3 separate regions of the Mus musculus genome follow, and all the other regions are linked to region 1. The links are chromatin contacts, called in public Hi-C and HiChIP or PLAC-seq maps. All regions are on one chromosome and are shown on one strand. The core of a region is the stretch at or near the end of the contact, and the rest is flanking DNA. Distances in the headings are between cores, read along the strand shown. Region 1 holds the start of Rbpms2 (RNA binding protein with multiple splicing 2). Region 2 holds the start of Kbtbd13 (kelch repeat and BTB (POZ) domain containing 13). Region 3 overlaps Trip4 (thyroid hormone receptor interactor 4).

Region 1 (2,992 bases), core at 219-2,718:
CCCCAGGGACTAAGCCAATGCCCAAGGTCAAGGTTCCTAACTGGTAAGGGGGCTGCAAACCAAGACTTTTTTTCACCTGGACCGCCTCTGAGCGCGGCCTCACGCCCCGAATCCCGCTACCAAGACTTAAGTTCCGTGCTTTGAGTCGGGGCAGTAGATCCCACCGGGAGACACCTGAGCCGAGCCCAATCCGCTCTCCTCTCAGCTATGGCTGCTCAAGGATTATCGGGGACTGCGGCTGGGATGTCTCAGTGCACATAAAGGAACCCATGGGCAGGGGCGCACGAAAGAACCCCAGTGCTCTGGCGGCTCCGCAGGGCAGTCAGGGCCGCTACTCTTCCAGTGCGACTTCAGGTAGGTGCCGGTTTTTTACAGGCTGCTGGCAGGAGACGTCCTGGTCAGCATTTATTCGGCCTGGGGGAAAATCCGGCCCTGAGGCCGCCCCCCCCCCCCCCCCCCGCCACCACTGGGTGGGAGTCTAGGCGACCCCGCCCTAGGCGTCAGCCGGCTCTTCCCTCCCCCACCCTGGGGTTCGGAATTGGAGCGGAAAAAGAACGAGCCGTGAGAAGTCTTAAAAGCGGGGTGGAGGTAACGAACGGAACCTTCTAGGTTAGTCGAGGTACCCCCCCTTCCTGAAGTTAAAAAGGATTGGGCTTCCTTCACCTCCTCTTTTGAGGTGACGGAGGTTGTGAGAGTGAGGAAAGAATTTGTATTCTAATCCCCACCAACTGGGCTGGAATCCTCTGGCCAGATAGGGGAAGTGATTTCCTCAAGGTCACTCAGCCAAAAAAAAAAAAAAAAAAAAAACTCTCGGTGACTTGCTCAAGATCAGGTGTTTGCCGCCCTACCCCTTCCTCGCCTTCACCCCCAAAACCCGGTCCCCGGCTGCTTCGCGCGAAGAGAACCGCTGGCCCGGACCCGACAGGAATTCGGGGCGAACGATGTGCTCGCGACAGCCTACACCTCCACATCTGGGCATGAAACCGGGAGCCCCGCTGCCGCCGCCGCCGCCCTCGCCCTGGCTGGGGATGCAACGTGCGGGTCACCTCAAGCTCCACCCAAGCCCGCGCGGCTCCTTTAAGAAAAGTTCTCTGAGAGAGTTCATCAAAGTTTAAAAAACTTGTCTGGGAGAAGGGAACGGTGGGGTGCAAGGGAGCCGAGTCGGGGAGAGAAAGGGAGAAGGGGGTGGGGGTCGACCAAGGAAGCGGAGTCGGGAAAACGCCGGAGCCAAGGAAGGCAGAAAGGCCGGAGCGTCGCGGCCCGGGCCGGGGCTGGGGACCGGGCCGGGGCCGGGGCGAGCCCGCACTGGGCTGCGGGGATTGGCTGCGCGTTCCCCCGGAGACCGCGCGCGGGGCGGGGGCGGGGCGGGGGAGGGGCGGGCCGGGCCCCAGCTGAGGCCGGTTCCGGCGCCCGCCCCCTCCTCCGGCGCCCGCCCCCCGCCGCCGCGAGCGCACTCGCGGGCCGCCCTGAAAAGCCGGAGGCGGTGGCCGCACGGGCTCCGCTCCCTCGGGTTCCCGGTGCCTTGCCCCTCCGGCCGCCTCCCGCACCCGCCAAACTTAATGTGATCCCCCCCCCCTTTCCTTTCTCCGTAGCCTGACGCGGCAGCAGCCGCTTTCCTCACCAGCTCGCACTCTCCTCGGGGGCGCACGGCTCGCCGTGCCCCTGCCCACCACGGGACAGAGCGTCCCGCTTCCCTCTCCGCGTCCCCCCTCACCATGAGCAACCTGAAGCCGGACGTCGAGCACTGCACGGGCGCGGGCACCGGCAGCCCGCTGGAGGAGGAGGTGGGTGTGCGGCCGCGGGAGCCGGCGCGCGTGAGGTGCACGCGGGGCCGCGGGCGGCGCGAGGTCCTGCGGGCCACCGCTCCTGGCGCCTTCCCTCCGCTGCCCTTCGCCCTGGGGAGGAGCAGCCCATGTCCAGCGGGCGGAGGCGTGCGGCCTGAACTAGCCCGGCGGGGCCGGCATTGTCTCCCCGCCCTCCGGGGCTCGAGGAGGGCGCGCGTCCCCGTGGTGGGCTCGGGGCGCCGCGGAGGTCCTACTCCCGCTGCCCTCCTTCCCCAAGCCCGGTGGGGCTTACGCTTCGCCTGAGGCGCGCCTCCTGGGTGGCCTGGACCTCCGCCCCGACTGTAAGGAGCTGAGAGGGATTATCCCGGTGGGTGCGGGAAGCTGGCTCACCCTCCAGCCTTTCCACCTCGCCCCCTCCCCGTGACCTTGGAGGCCTGGCCGGCTGCCCTGCGCTTAGGTTAGAGCTGTGGTCTCAGTGGGCAGGCGGGCTTTTCGCCCTGTCTCAGAACTTGGGCTTCTTCAGAGAGTTGAGCCGGCAATTTAATTAAAGTCGGAAAAGAGAGAAGTTAGAAGCCTTGAGTATCCCCTGTTCTCGCCCTTTGACCTAGTAGCCAAGCCAGTACCCCACACTGGCCAGGGTGGGATCTTCCAAGGAGAGGTGACATAATCTTGTCCAGCTGCCCTATGCAGAAAAAGAGGTTATGAGACCGCGTCAAGGAATCATCACTGCTCGTGGTTTTATCGCCTGGTGAGGACGACGTACTTGTGGGGGATAAAAAACCTTTAAGGTAACTTCGAGTGGAAACTAGGCAGGCCGGCTCAACTACTATGGGTTCTAGGCTCCTAGGGAGCTCTTTAACGTATGCTGTGTCACTCCAGGGCTGAGAGACCCTTCCTGCCCCGCCCTGGCATACTTTTGCCCAGGAAACCAAGGGCCAGTTATCCAGCCCTAGGGCCCTTCCCCTTGGTCTGGGGTAGAAACCGCAGAGGCCCTGATGTTTCTTACTGGTTGTGCTAATGAGTTGGTGCAGAATGACCCACTGTTGGGCTGGGCCAGCAAGAGGCCTGCTACCAGCTTCAGTGCACCAGTGGCATGACATCTTGAGACATCTTGATAATCTAGGTTTGGATCCTGGAACAAGGAGGCAGGGAATTATATGCAATGATTCACTCAAACGATGGAAAATGGAAGGGGGGAGACCGCTCCT
Region 2 (2,992 bases), core at 204-2,703, 240 kb before region 1:
AATCACACAGTCAAGGCTCATGAGGACACCGCCAAGGTTCATGGAGACTTGTGTTATCTTCTGAAGTCATTCCAAGCTCACAACTCTGGCAGTGCGGTGGCCACAGGTCCAGTAGTGCCAGGAGGCAGCCGCAGAAGAAAGGTCTGTAAAGAGCCAGGCCGAGGAAAGCCAGCCTTTTCCCTGAGCAGCCGCCAGGTGCCATCTTCAATGGCATAGACCAACGTGGATACACGGTTGACAGTATAAACGGTGTCCCCACGCACTACAGACGTGAAGAGTGCTCCCTTGCTGTTGACAAATTGGCCAGGTAGCGATGTCCACTGGCCTGTGACCAGGTTGAGGCAATCGATGGCACAGTGCAGGAAATCATCGGAAGGTCCATTTCGTACTACATAGAGACTATCGCGATGGGCCACCATAAAGTGACCGTAGCTCTGTGAACGACACAGTTCAGCCACTGGCAGCCACTTGTCCATTTGCACCACATACTCGACAACGGCAGTGATGTCTGCCGGCCTCCACAGGCACACGAAGAGGCGGCCACGTGCCTGGGCACAGGGAACCCCTGTAGCCGGCTGTGGCAAGTCCGCCACGAAGCTCCAGCAACCTGTGGCGGGATCATAGCACTCCACGGAGCTCATGGGTGTCCTCTGGAATTCGCCACCAATGGCATAGAGGCGGCCTTCGAAGCCAGCCAGCGCCATATCATAGCGCGGTTGGTGAGGGCTGGGGAATTCGCACCAGGTGCCACCCTCTGGGTCGTAACAGAAGCCTAGCTCCACTACTTCCTTGCTGGCACCACACACGCCACCCACGATGTAGAGCTTGTTGCCCAGGGTGGCCACACCCGCCAGCAGTGTGCTGGCCTCCAGGGGCAGCGCGGCCAGCGTGCGCCATGCGTCCTCTTCCTCGTCCAGGAAGCACATGGTGCGCGACGCATCCTCTAGGAAGCCCGGTGTGGGCGTGTGCGTGCTCACCGCCACGTAGGTGCTGGGTCGCAGCGCCGCCACGTAGGCTCGGGCCTCGGGCAGCTCCAGTTGTGCCACCAGCTCGTGCGACCCGTCGCGGATGAAGAGCGCAGCGCTGTGGAGCACGTCGCGCAGGCCGAAGGCGGCGGCCGCGTCGCACAAAAGCGAGCAGTTGTCCGACGTGACGCTGTGCTCCAGGAAGCGCGCGAGCGCGGGCGCCTGCAGGAACGCGGCGCACTCCACCGCCTGCAGCAACTCGTCCTCGGCCGCCAGCGCCGGCCGCTCTCCGCGCAGCACCCGCAGCGCCGTGCGGAAGCCGGAGGCGCTCAGCGCGCCCAGGCGCACCTCCGCGGCGCGCGCCTCCCGCATGCCAGAGCGGAAAAGCCCGCGGAAGAAGCCGCAGTGCTCCACCAGCAGCGACTGCTCCGCCTGGAAGAGTTGACCGTCCACCCACACCTGCACTGGGACCTCGGGGCCTGGGGGCATGATGAGCCAGAGGGGTGGAGGCTGCTGCCGCTGGGGGGCCTAGATTTGCCAGGGGCCACTGACTCTGGGGCTACCCCGGGGCGGGGAGGGGAAAAAAAAACTTCCCTGGGGGTTATAAATACCTTCCTGGCTAAAGATAGGATCTGCTCATGTGATGTGGCCCGCAGGCTTGGATAGCCTCCGAGCCCAGAGGGCATCTGGACACCTGTGTGGTCATTCAGTTCCGTTAAGAGACTAGTGACAGGGCCGAAGAGATGTTCAACAGGTTCTTGTCTAGAAGCCTGGTTGGCTTGGGTTCAACCTAGAACCTACATAAAGGTGGAAGGAGGAAACCCCCTTCACAAAGAGGACTCTGACCGCTGTATTCACTGGCGTTCATCCCACCTCCACAGAGACACAGATAACTTTTTTTTTTTTTTAAAGAATGAATTCCCACTGTGTTGTGGGCCTTACCAGGCCTGCTTTTAAAGATATCGTATTTAACTGACACTGTACTAAGCTGTATATACAACACATGTACCTCCTTGGCTCTGTTTCCTCGCCTTTAAAATAGGGCAAATAGAAACATCTACACACAGTATTAGGACAAATGCCATAAGGGTTCTGGATGAGGCCTGGAGAGTTTATATGACTTGGCTAAGGTCTTTCCGATGAGGACAAGCGTTCATCAGCTCAAAGGAGTGGGGAAGGCAGGTTGAAGGGAGAGACCAAAGAGGACCAAAATAAATGGGCAGCCTAGGAATCTCAGATATGTCTATGCTTATGCTTGCTGGATAGCCCAATCTATACCCCACTCCCATTTTGCCTGCATGTATGTAAATGCATCACAGACATGCCCTGGGCTTGAATACTGGAAGACGATTTCAGATCCCTTGGAAATGGAATTATGGGAATGGAAAAGAAAAAAGAAAAGAAATTATGGGAATAAAGTCCTGTCCTCTGGATGAAGAGCAAGGGTTTGCTCTTAATGTTGAGTGGTCTCCGCAGTTCCATCTCAACCTCTTTTTGAGCCCTTTCCTTTCATGTAACAGAGCATCCAGTGAGCCCTAGAGGTGGAAGTTGCCCCTCTCTTGGAATGGAAATGGGAAGCTAGTGTTGGTTTTCACTTGCCTGACCCCTCTGTGGCTGCCACTGTGGGTGATACGTACTTTGACTCCTAACCCTTGCGACATTCATGAGTAGTTACTCTGGCCCTCTGCCCAATATCCTTGGTGAATAGACAATCTCCACTTACTTCACAGCAACACTGTGAGCTGGATTTCTTCTCTAGATCATGTCTGATATATCCTAGGCTGGCTTCAAATTTGCTGTGCAGTAAGGATGAGCCTCCAACTTCCATCTCCCAAGTTCATGTGCCACTATGCCCAGTTTACGTGGTGCATGCTAAACAAGAAGTTTGCTTGCTGAGCCACACCACACAGCCCTGAACTAGATGCTGCTAACACCCCCATTTGCTAGATAAAGAGGCTAAACTAAGAAAGGGTTTAGCCCACGACCAGCAGGTGGCAGACTTGGGGCCAGAATGCAGCCAGTTTGTG
Region 3 (2,992 bases), core at 332-2,831, 210 kb after region 1:
AAACAAGTAATGATTTAATCGGTGCAGGTTGGCAGTTAGGATACTAGGTAGTGATGGTAACTATACTCCAATATATTTAATGTCACTGATCCATAACACATAAATGTGCTTAAAATGGAAAAGTATCTTATATAAGGTTTATCACAATAAAAATAAAAGTTTAAAAATTAAGGTTAGGTGCTAGAGAGCTTGGTTAGGGGTGAAGGGTACCTCCTGCTCTTTCAGAGGATTAGAATCTGTTTCCAGTACCAATATCAGGCAACTCAACTGCCTGTAACTCTAGCTCCAGGGGGTCTGATGCCCCCTTCTGGCCTCTAGGTACCTGCACACACAAGACATACTTACACATAAACATACATTTAAAAAATATTTCTTGGGGGCTGGAGAGATGGCTCAGAGGTTAAAAGCACTGACTGCTTCCAGAGGTCCTGAGTTCAATTCCCAGCAACCACATGGTTGCTCAAAACCATCTATAATGGGATCGGATGCCCTCTTCTGTTGTGTCTGAAGACAGCTACAGTGTACTCATATAAATAAATAAATAGTTAAAAAATCAAATATAAATAAAATTAAATAAAAAATATTGCTCTATTTTCTGTGAAACTCAAGATAACTCAAACAAGCAATAGGATGAATATTTATACACCATCCAAAGAAACATAAATTTGATACTCATTTGCTGAGAAATGATAGTAAAAAAACAAGGTTTTTATTTTTCATAATTAAAGTGTTTCCAAAACAGAAAAAAAAAAAAAAAAAAAAAAAAGCCAAACCATTTCGTATGGCTAGTAAGAGCACAGCAATTCAGAAGAGAGCAGTCTGGTGTCTGAGTCAAGAAGACCCAGGCAGCACTGGTCAACCTTGTGTACTGTGACAAGCATAATGCAAACTGTGTACCAAGGCTCTGGTGAAGTTATTTGACACAGCCTTGGATGAGGTTTGCCAGAAACAGCTATATTCATGTGAATTTGAATTCATTTTTGGTACTTGCATGTCTAGAAACCTTTTATACTGCTAAATTTCTCTAAACCCCACATTCACTTTCAAAGTCCCAAAAGGAGAGGCTGTGACTCAATTCGTCAGAAGTTGAGTTTGCCTCTGTACCTGGCTTCCTAGAATGTTTCAAAGCCCTATTACATGGCTTCATCTTGTTCTTCCTTCAGGACTTTGTTCAAATGTCAATTCTGACATAAATCTCTCCCGACCCCACTATTTAAAAATCAGCGGTAGAGTGCTTGCTGCTTGCCAAGAATGCACAAGGCTCTGGTTCAATAATCAGCACCAACAAAAATAAATAATGAAAACATAAGGAAATCACAGCACCAATTACCCTATAAATTTAGCACTTTGAACTTCTTTCCTACCTTATCTTTTTCCATAGTACTTACCATGATCTGATAACATATATTTATATTTTTTGCTTCTCTTCACTAAGATGAAAGCTTCAAAAGGGCAGACATTCCCACACCCACCCTTGGAGGGAGGGCTAGGAGATGGCTCAGTGCCTAAGAGCATCTGCTGTGAAAAAAACAGGGCTCAAGTACAGGAAGCTTCAAGTTCAGTGGAAAATGGTCTCAGAAAGTAAGGAGACTGATAGAGGAAGGCACCGGATGTTCTCTGCCCCTCTCTCTGCTAGGATCAGACACAACATACATTAGGCAATCAATGAATAGTTGTTGAATGCTGTTGGCACCGTCCCAGCAGCTGGGATCATGAGCCTTTTACCACAACTTCCACTGAACTTGAGAGTGTTCACAAGAAACAGAAATGAGGAACAAAGCAGAAGTCTAAAGAGAAGTCCATTTGGATAAGTCTTGTATCTCTCAAGAATATAATAACCCTTGCCCTTGAGGTCTGGACACGAAGGGCCACATTACACACTAAGCAGTGCTTAGTTGGCCCGGTAATGTGGGCCTCTAGTCCCAGCTGCTGGCAAGATTGAGGCAGGCAAGCACAAGTTACAGAGAGAGTTTAAAGAGAGCCTGGGCAACTTACTGAGACTGTATTAAAGTAAAGTATAAGCAAGGCTGGGGCTGTAGCTCAGAGGTGATCGATCAGCATGCACAATGCCCTTGGTTCAATGCCCAGCACTGTGGAGGGGTGGAGGGAAAGAAGGCTTTGTATCTTTGGTCTGAGATTTACAAAGCAGCAACTGCAGCGGCTCAGCAAGAATCAATTCGCAAGGGTAATGAACACAAATAAACTCTAATGTCACATCCAGTTTAGATGCTAAGCTAAGGGTCACTGATAGAGCATAATAAATAGGTCGGGAAATATGAGCTTTATAATCAAGGAACAATCCAAATTTGGGCACAGACTCTGGCAGGTGCTTTTATTTTGGTCTGTAGAGACTTTTATCACGAGTTCCAGCCCGAGGAGCAGCAGAGGTGGGCCTACCTCTCTTTCATGCCTCATAACTTTCATAGCTGTCTAACATAACAAGTAATTAACTGCCAAACAGCTATTTCTTCTCCTCTGAGGGGAAACTGCTCACCAGTCATTTAGAAAACATTGTTTTGTCATTTTCCAAACAGAGAGGAAAAAGGTTAGTACCTTTTGGCAACTACTACTGATTTAGAGCCAAATAAAAATTTCTGCCCAACTCGGCAAGGCCCCACTTCATCCTTTTGTTAAAATGATCAATAACTTCTTAATTATGTCACTCTTCCCAACAGATCCCCAGGTGAATTGCATATATACACACTGCACTGTGTGTGTGTGGCCATGTCTGTGTGTGTGGTGGTAGTGCCTGAAACAGGGCCTTGCACATGCTGGCCAAGCACTATCAATGAACTATAGCTCTAGCCTATAACTTATAAAAATCTTTTTCCTGTTTCCTGATGACTAATAGCAAAAGCAAACACTTAAGAAACAATTCACCCCCAGCCAACCCCCCCACACCCCATACCCCCCCACACACACGCAGATGCACAGCTTGGTCTTCATGTGGGTTCCCCAACAACTGGAGCAGGAGCTGTTCCTGAATCTACGG

What was found. A called contact is a pair of places that touch in the nucleus more often than the background predicts. HiChIP or PLAC-seq counts read pairs in DNA pulled down with a chosen protein or histone mark.
Region 2: a Hi-C map of bone marrow-derived macrophages shows a contact between it and region 1, with 28 read pairs. The contact joins the promoter of Kbtbd13 here to the promoter of Rbpms2 in region 1. A contact is called at or near these places in 2 of 39 promoter capture datasets (hematopoietic stem and progenitor cells and neutrophils), 1 of 15 datasets of contacts at CTCF or cohesin (large pre-B cells), 1 of 484 Hi-C or Micro-C datasets (bone marrow-derived macrophages) and 1 of 9 other capture datasets (adipose tissue).
Region 3: an H3K4me3 HiChIP or PLAC-seq map of embryonic forebrain shows a contact between it and region 1, with 5 times the contacts expected there. The contact joins the enhancer-like site here to the promoter of Rbpms2 in region 1. A contact is called at or near these places in 7 of 39 promoter capture datasets (the C10 cell line, the HPC-7 cell line, cranial neural crest and 3 more), 2 of 15 datasets of contacts at CTCF or cohesin (the NIH/3T3 cell line and large pre-B cells), 12 of 484 Hi-C or Micro-C datasets (B cells, the F1.1 cell line, the HPC-7 cell line and 8 more), 17 of 115 datasets of contacts at active chromatin or transcription factors (the 230-238 cell line, PVALB interneurons, bone marrow-derived macrophages and 11 more) and 4 of 9 other capture datasets (adipose tissue, embryonic stem cells, liver and 1 more).

What each region holds. Positions count from the first base shown.
Region 1 is chr9:65,629,114-65,632,105 of GRCm38.p6, forward strand. It overlaps Rbpms2 (RNA binding protein with multiple splicing 2), which reads left to right and starts at 1,469. Exons shown (of 8, transcript NM_028030.3): 1 at 1,469-1,784. The coding sequence starts at 1,716.
Region 2 is chr9:65,390,199-65,393,190 of GRCm38.p6, forward strand. Kbtbd13 (kelch repeat and BTB (POZ) domain containing 13) reads right to left here and starts at 1,454. Exons shown (of 1, transcript NM_028974.1): 1 at 1-1,454. The coding sequence starts at 1,454. The coding sequence ends at 78.
Region 3 is chr9:65,842,965-65,845,956 of GRCm38.p6, forward strand. All of the region lies in intron 12 of Trip4 (thyroid hormone receptor interactor 4), which reads right to left. Among named protein-coding and RNA genes, the nearest start is that of Zfp609, 17 kb to the left of the region's middle. Within about 2 kb of position 1,582, at least 45 of the 459 cell types and tissues checked have an H3K27ac peak or open chromatin away from gene starts, as enhancers often do. A contact at or near this core is called in the HPC-7 cell line, adipose tissue, bone marrow-derived macrophages and 5 more, where this site is marked.